2 separate regions of the Mus musculus genome follow, and region 2 is linked to region 1. A link is a contact called in public HiChIP or PLAC-seq data. All regions are on one chromosome and are shown on one strand. The core of a region is the stretch at or near the end of the contact, and the rest is flanking DNA. Distances in the headings are between cores, read along the strand shown.

The links. HiChIP or PLAC-seq counts read pairs in DNA pulled down with a chosen protein or histone mark.
Region 2: an HNF4G HiChIP or PLAC-seq map of pancreatic cancer cells shows a contact between it and region 1. The contact joins two enhancer-like sites. A contact is called at or near these places in 4 of 39 promoter capture datasets (the C10 cell line, the HPC-7 cell line, liver and 1 more) and 2 of 115 datasets of contacts at active chromatin or transcription factors (bone marrow-derived macrophages and pancreatic cancer cells).

Annotation. Positions count from the first base shown.
Region 1 is chr5:92,200,878-92,208,624 of GRCm38.p6, reverse strand. It overlaps Uso1 (USO1 vesicle docking factor), which reads right to left. Exons shown (of 24, transcript NM_019490.1): 23 at 7,275-7,490; 24 at 5,830-6,768. The coding sequence ends at 6,688. Among named protein-coding and RNA genes, the nearest start is that of Gm42113, 4.7 kb to the left of the region's middle. Within about 2 kb of position 2,709, at least 88 of the 459 cell types and tissues checked have an H3K27ac peak or open chromatin away from gene starts, as enhancers often do. A contact at or near this core is called in liver and pancreatic cancer cells, where this site is marked.
Region 2 is chr5:92,351,097-92,358,843 of GRCm38.p6, reverse strand. It overlaps a transcript of Art3 not described here. Among named protein-coding and RNA genes, the nearest start is that of Cxcl10, 6.1 kb to the right of the region's middle. Within about 2 kb of position 5,018, at least 208 of the 459 cell types and tissues checked have an H3K27ac peak or open chromatin away from gene starts, as enhancers often do. A contact at or near this core is called in liver and pancreatic cancer cells, where this site is marked.

The DNA.
Region 1 (7,747 bases), core at 1,460-3,959:
GTGTGTCTAGCAAACAGAGAGGGCATCCTGACTCCTTTAATTGTGATTTAAACATATAAACCCACAGAGATATGCATTTAAATTTGCCTCAGTTGGGAGGGAAGGTCTCTCTGTATCTGCCCATGAAGCTATATGAAGCAAAAAGGCAAACACTGGTGACTTGTCTCCTCCATCTCTGTGAACACAGAGCCTATCTCTCAGGAAGGGAACAGCAATAGTAGCCCTGGCTCATCATTTGTGAAGGATGTCAACAGTCTACTCATCCATCTGTCCCTCTGGGATGCGGAGTCACCACAAGTCGGTCATGAAGGATTCAAAGGCTTCTTTGGGAAGTGTTTGGAAGCTCAGCCGGAGGAAACGGGCTCATGCCTGAAGAGTGAAGTCAGGGAGGGAGACTTCCAAGATTTTTGGAAGAGCACAAATGATCAGGAGTAAATACCAGATATTAGACTCTGCATCATTTGTACTGTTTGGGTTTGTTTGTTTGTTTGTTGTTTGTTTGTTGTTTGCTTTGTTCACATTGGTTGTGCCCTGGTTGTTCCCTCTTGAAGTATGAAAGTAATCATACCAGCTGGTTCTATGACAACGTGACACAAGTTAGAGTCATCAGAGAGGAAGGAGCCTCAGTTGAGAAAATGCCTCCATAAGATCCAGCTGTAAGGGGGCTGGTGAGATGGCTCAGTGGGTAAGAGCACTGACTGCTCTTCTGAAGGTCCTGAGTTCAAATCCCAGCAACCACATGGTGGTTCACAACCACCCATAATGAGATCTGACACCCTCTTCTGGTGCGTCTGTAGCAAGTAGAGCCAACCAGAGCAAGCAGAGGTCCTAAAAATTCAATCCCCAACAACCACATGAAGGCTCACAACCATGTGTTCAGTTACAGTGTACCTATATACATAAAATAAATAAATAAATCTTTTTTAAAAAAAAGATCCAGCTGTAAGGCATTTTCTCAATTAATGATCAATTGGAGGACCCAGACCATTGTGGACAGTGCCATTCCTGGGTTGGTAGTCCTGGGTTCTATAAGAAAGCAGGCTGAGCAAGCCAAGGGAAGCCAACCAGTTGAGCAGCATCCCTCCATAATCTCTGCATCAGCTTCTGCCTCTAGATTCCTGCCCTGCTTGGGTTCCTGCACTGACTTCCTTTGGTGATGAACAGCAGGGTGGAAGTCTAAGCTGAATGAATCCTTGGTGTTTGAGGTACCTGTCTGGCCTGTGACATAATTCTCTAACAGGAAGGTCAACTAGTAAGTAGGACTTTCTGGTGCTGATCCTCCTGCATCTAGGCAAAGAGCTGAAAGTGAAATCTTGACAGTAGATTCTGTTATACCCTGTGCACATGCCTTCCATATACAGAATGAGCATACATGGCTCCCTAGCCCATGTCCTTGCAGACCAGGGCTCTGTGTTTCCCTCTCACACTTAAACTTTTCATTTACAAATCCCTCATTCCCATAAAGCTAGGCACTTCATGGAGAGATTTCTATTCAAGCACTCCCAGACATGGGTGAACTGCAATCAGGCAAGGTACCCACTGGTCTCGATTTGTTTAACAGTGCTTAGACCAGCACATGGCTGTGAGTCACTTCTGGCCATAAGGTAGGAGAAGACAAATTGACGTTAGGCTTTGAGTATCAACCCTTAAAACAATTATTTTACCAACAATGGTCAGCAGTTCTTTCAATCAAACTTGTATGGCACAATAGACTTCATTCTAATCAGTAGTTCTCAACCTTCCTGATGCTGTGTGACCCTTTAATACAGTTCCTCATGTTATGGTGACCACCATAAAGTTATTTTCGTTGTACTTCTGCAGAGTAAACTTTGCTAGTGTTATGAAACCTAACATAAATATCTTATATAGAGGACATCTGATTGATTTGAGACCCTCGTGGAAGGGTTGTTCCACCTCCATGTCATCACTTCTCACAGGTTGAGAACTGCTGTTATAGAGGGATGTGAGATAACAATACTTAGCACCTATACCCATGTTCCATCCAGAGGCTTGGTGGCTACAATATGGACAGTGTCTTGGCTTCCGACACTCAGCCTGTGCTTCCCTAAGCCCATACCTGTTTAGGAGGATTGCAATACCTGGGTTCATTCGACAGCTTTATCATCTCCATAGAGATTCCTGTCCACGAAAAGATCCATAATTGCAAGTTTCATGGCACACAGTTAGCTCCCAGCATGTAACATTCTTCATCTAGCTTAACTAGGTAGTTGCCAAGAAGACAGTGAGAAGCTGTACTCAAGGTCACTTTCCCCAATAGGCGTAAATGTGTTAGGCAACCAAGTCCAGGGTCAATTCGTACCTACGGGAAGTCGGCAGCTGGTTTGGAGGAAAGAGTTCCAGAATGGTAATAAGAGACAGATGGGTGGGGCACCATGGGTATGCAGCTTAGTGGTAGGGTGTGGGGGAAGCCTTGGTTCAAGTCCCAGGGACCAAAATACATACATACATACATACATACATACATACACACACACACACACACACACACACACACACACACACACACACACACACACACGAGACAAATTGTCGGTGGCCAAGCTGTTACTTTGGAAAGGTGCATGACTGTGATGTGAGTCACACTTGACTTATGGCAAGGCCTGAGGAGTTGGGTTCCCACATGGCAAGGACCCGTGGGAATATTTGTGCAGAATCTCCTGGCCTTTTCCAAGGGAACACTTTGTTTACTCTCGCCTTGCCTTTGTGTTCTTCACTTTGCTAGTGCAATTTTTACTTTCACTTTGTGACAGACATTTCCCCAGAATCAGAAAAAGAAAGCTCAGGCCAGAATTCATTCTTGTTTGTCTCTGAGAACTGTGGGAGAGCGGAATAAATCACAAGTCCTCTGCTATTTATGGTGATGTGCTTAAGTCAACACAAGGCCCTGGTTTGGCTGCTTCGGTTACTTCATTCTCTCTCAATGAAAACTTAGTTCTGACAACAATTTGCCCACCAACCTGTTCCAAACAGCAGTCAGATGAGTATCAAAAGGCTTAAAATGTCTTGCTGGGTTGTTGGTTCCATGGCTTAGTAGGAACATTCAGAGGTGAGCCAGGCAAGGATGAGGAACTGACTCAGGCTACTAAGCTGCAGAGAGCCCTGGGCGTGAGAAGAATTAGATCTCCTGATTACCATATGGGGAGATGCTAGGGGTCAATAATGAAATCATGAAAGCATGTGGTCCACCACCTCTCTATGCTGCGACAGCAGTTGCTGCCAACCACGGACACTTGGTTATGTATTAATGTGCTGGGTTAGATATTAACTGCTTGCTGAAGCTGTGTTTCCTCTTTCTTGGTACAGTTCATGAGTTAGCAGGAAACCCTGGAGATGGGGGAGAAGGAAGAGCGCATTATCGTTAAACGTAAGAAGTTCTTAAAAGAGACCGCATGTGAGAAAATGAGAAGGTATTTAGATATGTGACACACATGCACTACTTCAAAATCCCATCATCCTCATCACATATTAGATATATTTATGTATAATAGCTCATTTAAGAAGTAGATCTCTTGATTACATGATGGGTTGTCATTTCTCTGAAACAAGGAAAATCAACATCAGCCTATGATATTCCCCATGCATGAACACTGTGAACTGCAGTACTAGCTTGCTGAGGTCAGCAGGGTAAATGACTCCTGCTTTGAATTTTTTAGATTTCTTTTATGAGTATTTTGCCTGCATGTATGCATGTTTATCACATGTATGCCTGATAAGAAGAGGGTGTCAAATATCTCAGAACTGGAGTTACAGATGCATGTGAGCTACTATGTTGGTGATAAGATCTGAACCCGCGTGAGAGCAAGTGCTTTAAATTGATGTCTCTCTAGTCTAGGAAAAAAGTGTTTGTGATAAAAACCAGACTATGAACACATCTGACAGGCTTGTTGACATCATCAAGCTAGTGAGAATCTAGCACCACACAGCTAGCAACACAGGGTCATGCCTCCTGCTCCTTGGTTGACAACCATGGTTGCTTGTCAACAGAGTATAGCACTCAGCAGAGGATGGGTGTGCAGGAGATACTAGAACACTGCAGACTCACTACCTTGCTTGTTTCCAAGTTGTGCCAATCCATTCCTTATCTGTATAGTTGTGCTTTGGGGCTCCAAGGATAAGAAGCCGCCCATGTTTAACATCCAACTTCTTTGCATTGCTGTTTACCAGATATATTTTTCTGGCTCCAGGAACTCCAGATTACCACATCTGTTTCCCAGGTGAACGTGCCAATAGATAACCATGTGCCCTTGGACCTCAGGGTCAGCAAGTCCACAGGAAACATAGCCTTTGATCACCTGCTCCTCTTATCTTGAACTCGGCAAACCATGTTGCCCTTTCCAGGAACTGGTTTTGCTTTCTTTCTCTTCCTCCTCTATCCCCTAGATATTTGCAGTTTAAGTCCTCTTAGCTCTACCTGCAGAGTGCACCTCCACTCCTACCGCTTTAAACACCATTACCCCTATAATACAGTCTGATCCGTGGCAATAGCTTCTTATATGGTCTCTTGAGTTCATGACCTCTGCCCCAGACAATTCTCAACATAGGAGAGATGGGATCTATGGAGAGTCGTGTATCTAATCACTCTTCTGGCTTCTCATCCAATTCTGAACAACATGCAGACTTCTTTCCAAAAGCTACAGAGCACTTGACTGTATTTATTGGTACTTACTCTAGAATGTAAGTTAAACAGGGCTTTTGTCTTCCCCTCTGTATCCTCAGTGCTTGGAGCTGAATCAATGAGTTTTGCTTTGGCAATGAAGATGAGTTCTGCAGGGCAGAACAAGGCCTGTCTTAGTTCGTGCTCCATTTCTGTGAAGCATCACCATGACCACAGCACCTCTTAATAAGGAAAGCATTTAATGGGTGCTGGCTTATGGTTTCAGAGGTTTAATCTATTATCTTTATTGTGGGGAACATGGCAGAACACATGCAGACCTGGTGCTGGAGAGTTAAGGCAGGTAGGTAAATATGACCAAAACACACTGTATAGAATTCTCAAAGACCCACTAAAAAAATAAGAGGAGCTGGGCAGTGGTGGCGCATGCCTTTAATCCCAGCACTTGGGAGGTAGAGGCCAGCCTGGTCTACAAAGTGAGTTCCAGGACAGCCAGGGCTACACAGAGAAACCCTATCTCAAAAAACCAAACCAAACCAAACCAAACCAAACCAAACCAAAAAAAAAAACCAACCCTAAAACCCACGTCCAAAACCTCTTGCATTCTGGCACCTGCTCCAATTAGCCCCTTCACTCTCACAGAACCCTGGTCACTGGCTTCAGTGGGAATAATGCTCCGAACATCCAGTTTAATGCTGAGAAAGAGAAGTCTTGGTTTGAGTAAGAATGGCCTCCACAGGCTCACATATATGAATGTCACTAGGGAATGACTTTGATAGGGTTAGAAAGATTAGGAGATGTGTGACCTGACTGGAGGAAGTGTGTCTTTGAGGTTTCAAACGGCCATGTCAGTGTGTGTGTGTGTGTGTGTGTGTGTGTGTGTGTGTGTGTGTGTGTGTGTGTGTGTGTGTCTGTCTTTCTGCCTGCCAATCAGGATGTCGCTCTCCTCCACTCCTCCAGTGCCACACGTGCTACCCTTGCTCCCACCGTGATCATGGACTCCACCCCTGAAAAAGTAACCAATTTCTCCATTTAACGTTTTGTTTCTGAAGAGCTGCCTTGGTCATGAGTGCTCTTCTGGGCAGTAGAACACCGACTACAAGAAGCCTCCTTAGCATTTCCATTTGCCTTACTTCTTACAGTGAACAGAATACTTTGTTAAAATCTAAACAAAGGGAACAATGACAGAGATTAAGTGAACATAATATCTATTTTTATTATGAAAACATTAGACTTTGACACATTGCTTCATTTGCTTTTTAAAAATCTATTATCTGACTTACACCTATTCAGCAAAAATGCCAATAAATTACATAAATCATAGTGTGGGATTTTTTAAAACTAAGAACATGTTTTATGATAATCAAACAATTCTAAATCCCAGCTATATGAACTGCTGACTATAATCTGTTTTCCATCTTTAGCTTAAACAGAGAGAAAACCAGCCACATTAGTACACTGTTCCAGTTCCTCAGAACGCCCTCCACACTCTGGGACAATCTTTCCTCTCAGTAGGCAGAATGTGGCCCCGCTGGACGGCAAGCACTCACTCGGAACTGTCCCATCCTGATCTCGGGAGGCACAGTGGGGGTTTGAGGGGATGACATACAGGAGCCCCAGGCTACCCTAAGTACAGTCCTTTCTTTACAAGGATTAATCAGCCGAGAACTCAAACGCTGACTTAGAAATGATGACTCCCATTGAATACACATTAATCAAATGTGTGAGTACTGAAGTCACAGAGTGTCTGAAAGCCATCAGTGAACCAACATGGCAAACTGCATTGCCACCACATGCCTTCAAAGGGGGTACTTTTGGAGCTTGGTGCCCTGTGCAAATTTTATTTTGGGAGAGTTCAGATGAACATAAATAAAAGTTCCACATGAAGTCAGTTTTCCACATGGGTGGCAATATTAAAAAACATATATCAATAGTTTTACTAGTCAATGTTTCCACCTGGTTCTGTCTTTATTTTTTGTGTGGAGGCAAACCAAAGCACTGTTAAGACTTCTTCCACATAATGACGTAATCTCTATCATTCCTAGGGTTTAAAGCTAGATGTCCTGGTCCTTGTCACCATCATCAATTTCATCATCATCGTCTTCTTGGTCTCCAGATTCATCTTCTTCTTCAACCTAAGGGGAGAATACAGATTTGTTCACACACACAGAATAACACACTGGGAAACATATACATGTAAAACGCCTGCTAATAAATATTATCAGTCTGTCCTATGGTGAAATCAGATTTCCTTGACTTCATAGCGCTCGGGGCTCCCTGTGGCTCTCTGCATTTCTGTGGGTTATGCTAATCAGTTAACGGTCACGGTAAATGCTCACACCTTTCTACCCAGGAGTCTGAATACATGGTGGTAAAAACATGACCACCCAACTCACCCTGGACAGTGACGCTTAATACCTAGGAGCAGTGACAACAGCTGTTCTCTATGCTCCAGGTCTTCAAATATTGCAGAGAGATTCTAATGTATCTCAGACCAACTCTCTAAACAGCGAGAACTACATGCAGATAATAATCCATGTACACAACATGACACAGGCACAGCTCCCTCATGCAACATTACATTAGGAACATGCTCTGCTCTACAGGCAGAGATCATGTGTGGAAACGTGAGGCGTCTTACTGGATGACCGAGATCCTTGAGTTTACTCTTCAGTGACAGGATTTTCTGATCTTGATCTGCTAACAGCACCAAAAGGTCATCTTGTTCTTTCTTAGAATCCGTAACTTCCAAGTCCAGCTTGTCTTTCTCGGTTTGCAGGATGGCGATGGTGCTATTGGATGAGTCCAGCTGCTTTTGAATGGCGGTCCTCTCCTCAGACAGCGCTTTAATCTCATTCTACAAGAAAGGTGACAACAGCTGTCTACAACAGTACTTACTTCCTAGAGCCCCTAACAGTTTCTGTTGATGACAAATCACTGTATGTCCTAGTTTAGGTGTGAAATGTCTCCCTGGATGGCAGATATGGGCCAGTAGCCACAATAGTCTTGATGTCTGTTTCTGGTCTGACTGGAGCAGTCATTTCTTGATCTGCCCACATCTGGCCATCACACACAGCTGTAAACTGCTTCTGACAGACACCACCTCTTCCCAGC
Region 2 (7,747 bases), core at 3,769-6,268, 150 kb before region 1:
CACTGGAGACCACCGCACATGCAACAAACCGAAGTGGTTTTTTCCTGGGCCTTCGAGGATACTTGCTTTTACAGAAATATAATTGTTTAGTTACGAACAAAAAGGCTTTTCGTATTTTCTACTGTCAGCTCTCAGGATGTGAAATATCAAATTAGTGCATCCTTGAGTTGGATTGTATTAGGACCTTTGTGTTGTTGTTGTTGTTTTTAAACTACTCTTAAAGGACTGAGAATATAACTAATTAATAAACGTAAATACTTATGATGTCAGCACAGTCTTTGGATTCTAAATAATACCCACTTACAAAACTGGTGTCTTTCTGGAAGGGGGAGAGTAGGTGCTTCCTCTTGTCTTAGTCACTAATTCTTCCTTCAAGACAGCGGTAACTGGGCTGGGCAGGTCTGAAGTCATGATGTGACTTTCAACTTCAGTTTTGTGTAAGTACCAAAAAGAGAGTTTCTTCTGGAAGATGCCTACGGCAGGACAGTAAAATGCCCTACAGGAGCTGTCCAAAATTATAGCATCAAAAATGACTGTACCTCATCTCTTCAGCCCGCGGCTGTCTCAGGAGCTGCGGGAGCTGTCCGCGGTGGTGCACTACCTTCCCCGGCTCAGTGGGAGCTGCCCCTCAGGAGCTGTCCACTGTGGCGACACCTTCTTTCCTGCCTCACCCTACAGCTTTCGTGAAACACCACGCAGGAGCTGTCCACACTGGCAGCACCTCCTCTCCAGCCTCCCCGAACCCCAGCAGCCCCTCAGCAAAAGCCAGCTGAAGCAGAGAAGGACTTCCCACCCTAACCCTGGGGCCGCATGCGGGGGGGGGGGGGGGGAGGGTGAAAAAAAGCCACCAATCCCTGAGCAGGAAACCCACCAATCCCTGAGTTCCTCAAACTCAAGACTTGAAATCCCACCAGTCCTCACTCTGGAAACCTCTGCCCTGAGAAGCTCCACCCCCTCAGAACCCCTATATAAGCACGGCCTTTTTGTCCTGTTGTCCACTCCTGGGAGCAGAGGACAGCTATCCCTGGATTCGTTCTTCCACACCCTGGACCCTCCAATTAATCTCTTTTATGAGATTTCTTGCCTGGTGTGACTCACTCGCCTAAAGAAGCTGAGAAGAAAAGAAGCAAAGAAGAGAAGTGGATCAGGGCTGAGGGTCCTGGGTGCCTCAGCTCAGCTGGGGATGCCCCCCTGGAAGCTGCAGCACCTCTGCTGAGGAGCCTTCGTCTCAGAGCTCCCGTGTCTCAGGATGCCCTTCCACTGGGACATCGTCTTCCCTCAGAGATGGTTCCTGGGCTTCCAAGTCCCAAGATACCCTTCCATCTGAAGAAAAACACAGCCACTCTCTACAAACTGATAGCACCGCCCCATTCCCGAAGACAACACCCACACAATCCACTGAACATGGAGAAGGAAAACTGGTGCCTACATAAACCTTCACCCCTATGTCCTAGTGTCTTTGGTATGGGAAGGTAATCTGCAGGCTACCATGAGAAAAACATAAACACTAATCCAGCCACAAAAACCTCTGATCTACAATGATGTCCTGCCTGCAAAATATGCTAGGGCAATGGTGGCACAAAGCTTGTGAAGTAACCAACCAATGTCTGATATGATTTAGGGACCACTTCACAAGAAGGAACCCATACCCAATACTTCTTGGGTGACTAAGATAGCCCAGAGAGCGGGGGTAAAGCCAAACACTACTGGTCTGCTAAGGGAACATAGCAATAAATTAACTCCTAACAACGTTCAGCTATACTCATAAACTGGTGCTTGCTCAGCCAGCATCAGCGAAGCTACCTCCAGCTGCAGATGGGAACAAATGTAGAGACTCACAGCCAGACAATATGCAGAGAGTGCCAGACCTTGGAACACGGAGCTCTAAATAGGACATCTGCATCAAATCTCCCCACCTCGGAGCTCAGGGAACCCTGGAAAGGCAGACAGAAAGGTTGTAAGAGTCAGAAGGTATGGAGGACACCAGAGGAGAACACGGGTCTCTACACCAACTGAGCAAACCTCACAGGAACTCAACAGACCCTGAAGCAGCAGGCACAGGGCAGACGCACACAGGCCTGCAGCAGGCCCTCTGTGCATGCACTACAGCTCTTGTGGTTGCTTCCTTCTGTTAGGATGCCTTGTCCAGCCTCGATGTGATGGCTTTTGTAGTGTCTTACTGTATTTTATTTTGTCGTGTTTGATTGTTATCTCTTAGAAGCCTGTTCTTTTCTAATGAAACAGAAAGAGAGTGAGAGAGGAGGGGAAGGAATAGGAGAGTAGAGGAAGGGTTTGGAAAGTGTAATCAGGATTTATTTATGATAAAAGAATATTTTTACTAAAAGGGGAGCAAACAAAGGGCTTGAGCTAAGTTAATATGAGGAGAGAGGAAATCCACACGGCAGAAGCAGAACACAACACTCCCCAGGCCACGATGAGGAAGCCAGGAGGGCTTCGCTCTATCACATTATGGATTTATACCAAGTCTTCTTTAAAACACAACCATCAACTCCTACAAGGTATTTTGTTGTTGTTCACTGTTACCTGCTTATGAGTGGTTTTCATCTATAATATAATTAGTGTATGGATTATCAGCTTGATCTCTACGCAATGCTCAGAAGTTTGTTACTTTAACATTATAGTAAAAGATTTCTTGTTGAGAAACATATATCTTCTCAAATTCACAGCTGTATCTATCTTCTACTCTCCAGAAGTCCCTGTGGGACATGCACTCCCTTTGACCTTGGTCAGAATAAGAGGACTGCTTCTTCCTCAGTTTACACTTCTCAAGTTGAGAAGAGCCAATGTCCTGATTCATTGATCCACGTCATTGAGTCTTCCTTGCCAACAGAGGGGGACAGCAAAGCTAACACAGACAGACAGCACAGCAGTGTGCTCAAAGACTCTGGGACTTGACTGCCTAGGCTTAGGCTAGAATCTTGCTATGGAACATCGCTGAGCTGTTCAAAACAGTCTAAGACTTTAGTTAAATGAATAAATAAAATAGTACGGCCTCACACAGGTGAAAACATGCAGTAAATGTTGATTTTACTACATGATTTTTAATAAATTCAGTCACTTTGCCGACTGAAAATATCACCACCGCTTAATATCCAGGGTAGCGTCAGGAGCTTAGGTACTAGGAAGCCTTGGCTGGGTTCAGACTCACAGTGGCCCACCTTCCTCTGCCTTCCCAGTGCTGCGATTACATGTGCCACTTCATACAGCACTAGTTTTTACTGGACCTCTTGTATCCAGGCTGGATTGTCATTTTGCTTAGTGACCCTGTAAACTTATATCCCTAAGCCATGCATCTGCATGTGTTTGTAACATGAAGACTTGGTCACTCTCCACCCAAATTCAAGGTCATTAAAGAACATCTTTTTTTTTGCTACCCCATCTTCCAAATTTAACCCTATCCTGAGCTCTGGTTTTTAATGTGTGGACGACTGAATCAGTGGAAAGGGAAACTTAACTAAGCTGTTCTCTTTGGTTTGGTTTGGTTTGGTTTGGTTTGGTTTGGTTTTTCCAATACAGGGTTTCTCTGTACAATAGCCCCGGCTGTCCTGGAACTCATTCTTGTAGACAAGGCTGGCCTCGAACTCACAGAGATCCTCCTACCTCTGCCTCCGGAGTGCAGGGATTAAAGGTCTGTGCCACCACACCTGACTTGAAACTAAGTTCTTCAACTCTTATTTTCTTTCTAAGTGAGCCCTGAACTTTAAATACTAGCAAAATAAATGCAACAAAAGCCTTGAGGATATTTGAAAGAAAATAATGTATTTTTAAGTTATCATTTTCCTTCATTTCCACTTCCGCCTCCCCCCATGTAAACACCCCGTGCAGGGTTGGCAGGGACTGGAACATCAGCATAAAACTCGCTCTGGGCCATGAAGCACAAACACCATGCTGTGCCTACGACAAATGCACATGCCCAGACAAGACGCCATTTGGCTGGCTTTTGGCTTGCGGAACTTTGTCACAGGGGCAATTGTGAGCTGGTTAACACGGTACTATTTTAGTTGGTAGAATCTCAGATTCATCCACACTTGGTATAAATTATTTTTATATAACATCTTAAAATCATTTGCCTCCCATGTAGATGCCCACTCCCCGCACTCCCACCCCAGAACACTAGCTGCTAGTAATATCTAACTAGACTGGGTTAAATGTGTTACGTTAGAGTTTTCTTTGGAATTTTATCATCTGTAAGAATTTGTCTTTCTGTTCCCCTTTGTTTTAACCATCAGGACCCGCACACTCAAAGGGGTATCCTTGCTTATAAGTCCACTCTGTGCTAGTATTAATCCACAAGGTAAACTGACTTTCCAGTAAAACTCTTTCTTAGAGGTCTCCAGTTCTAGTGCTAATTTATCTACAGCCTGTGAACTCTGTATAAAAGCAAACAGATATCAGCAGTGTTAACTGCATCATCCAAGGAATCCCCCACTGCAAAAACAAACAAACAAACAAACAAACAAACAAACAAACAGAAGCTGGGGCCATGGCATAGCTCAGTGGTAGAGCATCTGCCCAAGCATGTCTAAGGTTCTGATTTGGATCTTCAGCACCAAAATAAAAACCAGTCACTGTATGGTCTAAAACAGTGACTCTCTGTGAGTTCAAGGCCAACCTGGTCTACAGAGTGAGGTCTGGGAGAGCCAGGGCAGCACAGAGAAACCCTGTCTGGAAGAAGAACAAAACAGTTTTCAACGTTCCTACTGCTGTGACCCTTTAATACAGTTCCTCGTGTTGTGCTGACCACCAACCATGAAGTTATTTTCATTGTTACTTCATCACTATAATTTTGCTACTGCCATCCATTGTAATATAACTTGCTGGTGTGGGGGTCTGGACCCCCAGGTTGAGAACCATTGGAATGAGCTCCACATCGGGCATTCCCAGACACGATTGTGTCTGCCACCCCTTTGCCAGCACCTCCTTTGCCCTGGGCTCAAGCTGGCAGGGAGTGAAGAGCTGATTGTGTCACCGGGAAGCATTGGAGCAGTCCACCCAGCCAGCGCCGAGTCAGAGCTGCGCAGGGGAAGTTGCTGACATAGGACATTGGACAGAGCGGTGCCCTGCAGCAACGAGGGGAATCCCGTCTGCGAGCTTCTGAAGCCTCTGCTTCTGAGCTTCTTCTAAGAGCTTTCGTTTCTCAGAAAGCCTTTGTGATGGCAGGGGGGGTCTGTGCTCACTCGCAGTTAAGAACAGGTTGCTTTTATTGGGTTTTATTTCTCTGGTCTGGTGCTGTAACCACGGGCCAAATCTATGAAGTGGAAACTGAAACTAACTTCTGTAACTCTCCCTCTCTTTCAAAGTTAACCCCCAACAGTGAATAAATACTAGCGAAGCAAATGTGCCAAAAAAAGCCTTGGGAATTGCTGAAAGAAAAAATATATTTTAAAAGTGATCATTTTTCTTTTTTTTTTTTTTTTTCCCATTCAACTACCCCCTGTAGGTCAGCAGCGGCTGGAACACTAACAGCAGGTTTCTTACTGATGTACAAACCACCCCTGCTCTGAAATGGTTTCCCATGTTGCTTACATCCATGAGGTTGATGCCCTGAGCAGGCGCCCATGCAAAACAAGAGAAGGAATCTTTGTCCTGCTTCTTGCCACCCACTCCAGTGAAGTCTGCATGACAGGCCTAACGGCTTGGACACAGTCTCGAGGCAAAGAGCTTTACGGACACTTAGCCTCCTGGAACCTTGGCATTCCCACAGCAAGAATGCTCCAAACCTGTCCCTGTGTTAGTCAGTGTATGGATCTGTGTGCTTTCTTTCATTATAGTTTTCTTATAGGTGCCTCCAAGAAATGATTTTACAAATACCTAAATCAGGTTGGACTTTACTCCCTGGCTTTTTACTCCCTGGCTTTCACCAATGTCCTAGGCAGTCCTTGAGCTGACCCTGGGCTTGGAATGTCGTAAGAATGTCATTCATCCAGACGAAATGCCCCAGTGTTGACAGTTAGTAATCAGGCATCTCACTGTGTCAGATAGGAGTTAGAAATCTCAGGGCAAGCTTAACAAGGTATACTTAGAATCTTCACTACAGGGCTGGTGAGATGGCTTAGTGGGTAAGAGCACCCGACTGCTCTTCCGAAGGTCAGGAGTTCAAATCCCAGCAACCACATGGTGGCTCACAACCATCCGATCACGAGATCTGACTCCCTCTTCTGGAGTGTCTGAAGACAGCTACAGTGTACTTACATATAATAAATAAATAAATAAATAAATCTTAAAAAAAAAAAAGAATCTTCACTACAGTCAGGTATGGCAGACTACATTGCATATTAGAAGAAAGTTGGTGAGTTCTTTTGACAAATGGAGATTCCCTACAGATATTTAAAAGAGCAGCCAAGTTACTCCCATATGCAAGAATTTACCATGGCCTAGGAAAAAGGAGGTTTGTGGTTTGAGGAGGAACTACAGTATTGCATTATTCATGAAAAGGTCTGTTTGAGCAGAACCCCCTGGTACAAGCTTTCATAAGGCTCATAGCATAGAATAGCATAAATTGTGATTAGGGTATGAAATCCTCACCTGGCCCCTGTCATTAGCTGTCTCTAGGCTGGACTGTTTTTATCTTAACTGTAAACATTGCCTGGTTCCTGCCAGTCTTTTGAAGGCATTTCTGTTTTGTGTCAGATAACTTCAATGTACCTTGGCTGTTGTGACACCTAACTTCTTTGTTTTCTTCTGTAATATTTAAGTCGGATGCTCACTTTGACAAAATTACATTCAGATACAACACTCCCTTGTGTCCATATTTGTTTGTCACTTTTTGCCGACTCCCTGCCCACCTGTACCAGGACTCTGATTCTCCTGGGGGCGAAAGGACAGACTGAGACCAGTCTGTAGCAGCTTCTGCTCTCAGCAGGCAGAACACATATTGCTACTTCACATGCCAGGCACTGGGACACGAATGTCTTGGATAGCCACCCCAGTTGTGGGACAGCCCACACCAGCAAGGAACAGACTTTTTAGTTTGCATCTTAGGGTGGGCATGGTGGCACAGGCCTTTAATCATAAGCATTGGGAGGCAGAGGCAGGTGGAAGGGTAACTCTGAGTTCAAGGCCAGCCTAATGTACATTGTGAGTTCCAGGACTCCCAGGGCTACATAGGAAGACCCTGTGTTGGAAAACCAAAATAGTAATAGTAATAATAATAATAATAAAAACAATTTGCCTTAATCAGATTTGCTTAGCATAATCAGCTCTCCAAAATCATGCTTACTGAGGATAATTGGGGACAATGGGTGTTCTGAGCCTGCAAAACTCAACTCCAGGTCCTACCCAGTGGTCACTACCTCATGTCACTCTTCCATGTTTCTAGACTGGCTGGTTGGTGTCCTCTGTATTTGTGTTTGTGTCTGTGAGTGTGTGTGTGTGTGTGTGTGTGTGTGTGTGTGTGTGTATGTGTGTATCTTGTGTGTGTCTGTGCGTGTGTTTGTGTCTCTGTGTGTGGTGTGTGTCTGTGCGTGTGTTTGTGTCTCTGTGTATGGTGTGTGTCTGTGGGGGGGGGGGAAGGCACTTCTGTCTTGCATATGCTTCCCCTCCTGGTCATTTGTTTAAGCACACCTCACTCTTCTGTTTCGTTTGTCTTTGAGATGGGCTCTCTACATAGCCCTGGCTGTCCTGGAACTCACTATGTAGACCAGTCCAGTCTTGAACTCAAAGAGATCTAGCTGTCTCCACCTCCCAAGTACTAGGACTAAAGGTGTGTGCTATCACGTGCAGTCCG